2 separate regions of the Gasterosteus aculeatus genome follow, and region 2 is linked to region 1. Evidence: chromatin contacts called from public Hi-C data. All regions are on one chromosome and are shown on one strand. The core of a region is the stretch at or near the end of the contact, and the rest is flanking DNA. Distances in the headings are between cores, read along the strand shown. Region 1 has its middle 63 kb from the start of rsad2. Region 2 holds the start of sox11a (SRY-box transcription factor 11a).

The links. Hi-C and Micro-C count contacts between places; a contact is called where the count stands out from the background.
Region 2: a Hi-C map of skeletal muscle shows a contact between it and region 1, with 4 times the contacts expected there. The contact joins the promoter of sox11a here to the enhancer-like site in region 1. A contact is called at or near these places in 2 of 6 Hi-C or Micro-C datasets (both in skeletal muscle).

What each region holds. Positions count from the first base shown.
Region 1 is chr15:7,721,884-7,724,648 of fGasAcu3.hap1.1, forward strand. No RefSeq gene overlaps it. Among protein-coding and RNA genes, the nearest start is that of rsad2, 63 kb to the left of the region's middle. Within about 2 kb of position 1,353, at least 1 of the 9 cell types and tissues checked has open chromatin away from gene starts, as enhancers often do.
Region 2 is chr15:7,835,921-7,838,620 of fGasAcu3.hap1.1, forward strand. sox11a (SRY-box transcription factor 11a) reads right to left here and starts at 1,439. Exons shown (of 1, transcript XM_040199993.2): 1 at 1-1,439.

The DNA.
Region 1 (2,765 bases), core at 103-2,602:
ACTAAAAACACGGTGTTGGGCGTGTGAAATTAGCATTGGCTGTTAAATCAGTCGCAGGAAATAAACTTGCACAAAGGAGACAAAATCAGGAAAATATCATGAAAAAGGATTGAATTTAGATATGCTGATGTATGTTATGTTGGACAAACTAATTTTAAAGCTGATTTATATACTGTTTTTTTTAGCTAAGACCTTAACGCCTCCACCAGTCACAGTAGCAATGGACAGATTGGCTTCTAATGGTTATCCAATACTATGCAGCAGTACACCTGTGTGTTGTTTAATAAGGTGAACTGACCTTTCATCACGGTTATAAATCAATGACATTCTCCACATGGAAGGACTGCATGCAAATGCATATTATTATCTTCCCCCACGTAAACACACACACACACACACACACACACACACACAACGAAGGCTACATATTCATAAGAAGGCAAATCTTTAATTCACACGTTTCCAAGGCCCCGCGTTCATACATGTGCTTCTTGTCTTTTATACGTACTCTCTCACAAATAAAGTGCCTTCAACACTGCTGGGATGTGATGAAATCAAAATAAATTCATCATTCGGTACAGTTTTGTTTGAAAAAGGCCTATGAAATGACCGTGGTAATGGTGAAGGGTGAAGCAGAAATAAATTGTGTTTGATTGCAGGTAAATAGTAGATGTTTGTGTTCGGAGCTTTTGAAAGAACCTGCTCGCCTTTCATTCTGTGATTCAAATTCTGCTGCCGAGGCATAATGGCCGAGGAACATCTCCGTAATGAAGGCATTACCAGCAGCAGAATAGAGTAACAACAGTTATGTCCAGATTCCACTCATTTACCTCCCACATAATACTTCACCTCACCCACAGCAGCGGCAATAATGGCAAAATCACAGCTAATGCCGTCTCATCTGTCAGAGAAAACAATATAAAAACAATGTATTTCTTATTACTCCGTCCCGCTTGCTCCCGCTCTCCTTCTCCCTGCTTGATAACTATAAGTACAACCCTAAAGCACAACAGAGTGCTTCCAGTGCCGACATTAAGTGGCGGCGCTTTCTCCTCCTGCTGCTGTTCATTCTCCAAATCGCAATTTGTTTTTGCATCATCAACACAAAAGAAAAAGCGATAAGCACTCACTGTGCGCATAGGCATACTTTTTTCTCCTCATGGGCCCTGCCACGGGCCCGGATGGAAAGGTCCACACACCGTTGTCTCTCATTGTGAGCGTGTGCGCGCACAGCGGTGGGTGCAGGGGGAGGGGTGTGTGTTTGGGATGCGCTCCCGGCCTCTCTAATAAGCCACCGGCTTGATGCCACCGCTCTCCTGCATGGGAGGAGATAAGAACTGGCAGAGCAGTGGTGTGGGCTCCCATTGAAACCCAGTTTGCTACTAAGCCCCCTCAATGCACACACGCACACACACACACACACACCACCAACACGACGCATGTGCACCTCGCGCGCACACGCACCTACACACGCGGGCTACAAAAGGCAGCCCCCAATGAGGTAACGTTGTGATTACAGATGCAAGAGCGCAGACGGCGCGTTGGGAATACGAGGTGGAAGGAGAGAGGAGGGAGAGGGAGAAAATAACAAGTATTAAGTCCACTGAGACAGCATTAAAAAAGCACAATGCTCCGCTTGCTGTTCAGAAAGAGTGAGACTAGTGAACTGAGGAATCTCGCCTTTTTTTTCTTTTTTTTTTTCTTGTTCAGCCTTTGAAAAATACCAAACCAGCAACACTCATCCCAACCTCATTTACCATCTTTCCTTATTTTTACATGCATCAGCAACAGTAAGAATTACATTATTAAGGAGGAGTTTTGAATTCGTGGGGGCAAAGGTTTTTTTTTCCCATTTGCATATCAAACCGTGTTTTTCAGGCCACGGGGGAGTTGAGTTCTCTTCTTTATTGTTTGAGATTAACCCCATGCAAATGGAGCAGATGCCAAACTCCAATAAATCAGCATTTAAGGCAGTCGTCTGTGGTCGACATTGTTGTGAAGGCCAATCCGAACCTTCCACACCCGATAGTCAGTAATTGTGAAACTGTTGCATATCCATCTGTGGAGTGTTTCGTAAAAAGGAAAGAGAGGAGTCAGCCTTTATGTTGGAGGAAGGCTGAAGGGCCACTTGCTTTTGTAGAGAATTCTATCACCTCGTTAGCACATTTACCAGCGAATGACCATCAACTGTCAGCCATAAAAATCAGCTGCCGGAGGCCGGTGTGTCATTCAGCTGGCTTTCCTCTCTGTGTGTCTGCATTCACTTGCAAATATTTTGGTAATAGACTTACAATCAAGCTGCTGACATGGCTGACAATGGTGACTGTGGATCCCTTCATCAACCAAAGTGTGTTGATGCCTTCTTTTTACAGCAGGTGTTGTGAAAAGCCTAAATGTGCAAAATCCTGAGCCTGTCCCCTTATTCGCACTACAGAAATAAAATAAGAAGAAATGATTTGAGTTTGTCAGTGTGTTTACATGATGGTATAATTGGAATCTTTGCTTAGTCGGACTATGCTGTCTTTCGGGGGGAGGTGCTATTATGCCAATATACATGGCAGTGAATAAATCGAAAGATGGCGAACGGAGAGCAAGGTGAAGCTACATCCCTCTATTTTTGCATGATATTAATAGGAGTACAGCGAATGCGAATGACGCAAAGTCCAGTTCCTTATCCGATTCGAGTTATCCAGGGGTGTTAGTCGGATTGTAGTCGGACCGCACATAGTCGGACAAAGGTGTTTACATGAAACTGATAATTCGAT
Region 2 (2,700 bases), core at 189-2,688, 110 kb after region 1:
CGCCGCGACCACCCCCCCCCCCCTTCCGCAACTCTGCGCCCCCCGCCTCCCGCGAGAAGGCTCAGCTCAGTTGTGCTTCGCGCCGGTTCGTCCGCGTCCGATGCCGCGGTGCGTCGTCTCGAGCTCTGCACTCTTGTCCCACAGACTTACAAACTGCCTTCTTATAAACTAGTTATCCGCTTTTTCGCGTGCCCCGCGTCACGGTCAGACATCCAATCAGGGCTCTTCGACTCCGCCCAGCGGACTCCGCCAAGAGACTCCGCCCCCCTTTTATTCCTCCCCTCCCAGCCTCCCAGAGCCTCTCGTTGGAGCGGAGGTGGTGGGGGGGGTCTGTGGTACTCAGTGTCTGGGGCAACACGCCGGGCGAGACAGGCACATTAAAACAGACCGTTAGCACCACGCGCTCCTGAGCGGCGCGCGCGCGCCCGCATATATTTACATATAAGACTAAAGTGGTCAATTCCCTTTTTATTTTAAACACGTGAGAGAAGGGTTCATCCTCCAGGCTGGCAGACAACTCTTTGCAGATGTGTCTGGAGGTAAAAAAAGAAAAGAAAAGGTGTAGGCTGTGTGACTTCTCCTCCCTCAGGTCGGATACTGAAGGTGGCGCTTGGACACTGCTGCAGGCGCGCGGTGACCGCCTGTCTGCTCCAGGAGGACGCGTTTCAGCAGCTGGTAGCGGCTTTAGAGGAAGACTTGCGGGGCCATCATTAACTCCAGTACTACCGTACTTATTCCAGGGTTTTAGCTTGGTTTGGTTTTCGGTTTTTCTGGCAGCGGGGGAGGGAGGGAGGGAGCGAGGGGGGGGTCCTTTCCCGTCTGTGTTTGAGTGAAGGAAATAGGTCAGTAGTGCGGTCTGCTTTATAGATCTTGTGTGCGTGCGCGCGCGCGTTTGTGTGTGTGTGCGCACACAAATCACAGCATTGTAAGAACGCATGATCCAATGACTTGCATAAACGTACACAAGTAATTTCTATAAGTCTCCCCTGTTCAATATATTAAATGAACATAAAAACATGCTGTTCTTCTCATTTTGTTTTATTCATTTGGAGGACGGCTCACTTTGTATAAAACATGCACGCACAGCAGTGAGGCGCCTTCAGATGGCAACATTAGGCTGTGATGCCTGCAGTTGATCCCATACAGTCAGCCATGGGAGGAAGGCTCCCTGCTGGGTCTGCTGTGTCAAGAGGCGGCGTAGCATCTAGCTGGCGTCTCCTGCGCCCCGCCCCCCCCCCCTCTCCCCACGGCTCTGGGTGGTAGCCAGCAGTGCTGTTGGAGGCTGGGGGCGATAAGGCATCCTGCTTTTTCTCCCTCTCTCTCTCTCTGCTTCGTCCCCTAGAGGGCAATCACTTACCCTTTTGAAACCCTCCCCCCACCAAGCCACCGTATTTCCCCCAGCTGGGGGTTTAAGAAGTCTCTCCACTGATACAGGGAGAAGCTGCTAGAAAGGCAGGGAGAAAGGGAAAGAAGAAAGAGGCATTTGGAGGTAGAAAGAACGCTGAGAGATAGAGAAGCTCTGCCCCCCCCCCTTCAGAGTCTCTCTCTCTCCCACTCTCCCTCTCACATAGAGATAGGGCTGAAATGCTTTATCATGACCACCCTGTGCTGATGAAGCCTTATCAGATGTATACGTCAAAGCAGCAGCAGCCTCAGGAGGCTGGCGGATGCACATGCATGTTTAAGCGTCAGCCTGCTCTTTTCTCCCTTGCTGGATTCATCGGAGTGCTGTTTGATGTTCTGATCAGTGCGGAGCCAGACTTGGGTGGAGGAGGTTATTCCAAAATGAGCGGATTGCAGGTTATCATGTGTATGAATAACAAAAAACACACTTATTACAGTCCGATATTCCAGTTTGTCTTCTGATTCTGATCTGCCCAACAAATATTTGTTGAAACATTATTATTGCACATCGATGCATAATATGGTTCAACCTTTTTTTTTTTTTCGCCGACACCTCTCCCCACCCCGCTCCGACCAGTCCTCCTATAGGACGGCTTCATGGTGGACATGAATCACGAGACAGCGTAATGATGAGGGTGCAGGGGGGGGGGGGGGGGCTGTCCGGCTCATTAGCATGGCTCATTATTGGCTGTGAATGGAGGTGCTGGTGTTCGCCCATTCCGCCCATGAGTCATCCAAGGGAGGGTCTCACCGCCGCGTCTGCCTGACACACGGATGCAGCAGCAATAAGCCCCCCTCCCTCCCTCCCTCCCTCCCTCCCACCCGGACCGCCTCATTCAGTGACTGGGAGCTGTGATTAGAGCGAGGACGAGAGATAGTTGCGGGATGCTGAAACGTGTTGTGTTTTCCTTTCATTTTCACTCTGGAGATTACGAATGATTAAACAGTGAAAATCCAGAGAGCTGCATTATCACGGCGTGTGATTTCTAATACCACGCACTTCCCAATACCCCACCGGCTGATGTTTTAATGCTTATTTGCCGCTTTTTTTTGTGTGTGTCAAGGGAGAGGACATTTCATTCTAGAGCGACTGTGAGTGTTGAATTAAGCGGTGTTTTTCTTGTACGAACACTGAAAGAGGGTTTTCAGGAGAAAAAAAAAACAATTCCCTTTGCATTGCTTATCTAAAAGCCCCCCCCCAAAGCAGCTGCTGCTCTCACAAAAGGCCAGCGAAGCGTTAGATCAATACTAACCCCGGCTAGAGGCTATCTGATGCTCAAAATGCACGGATCCATC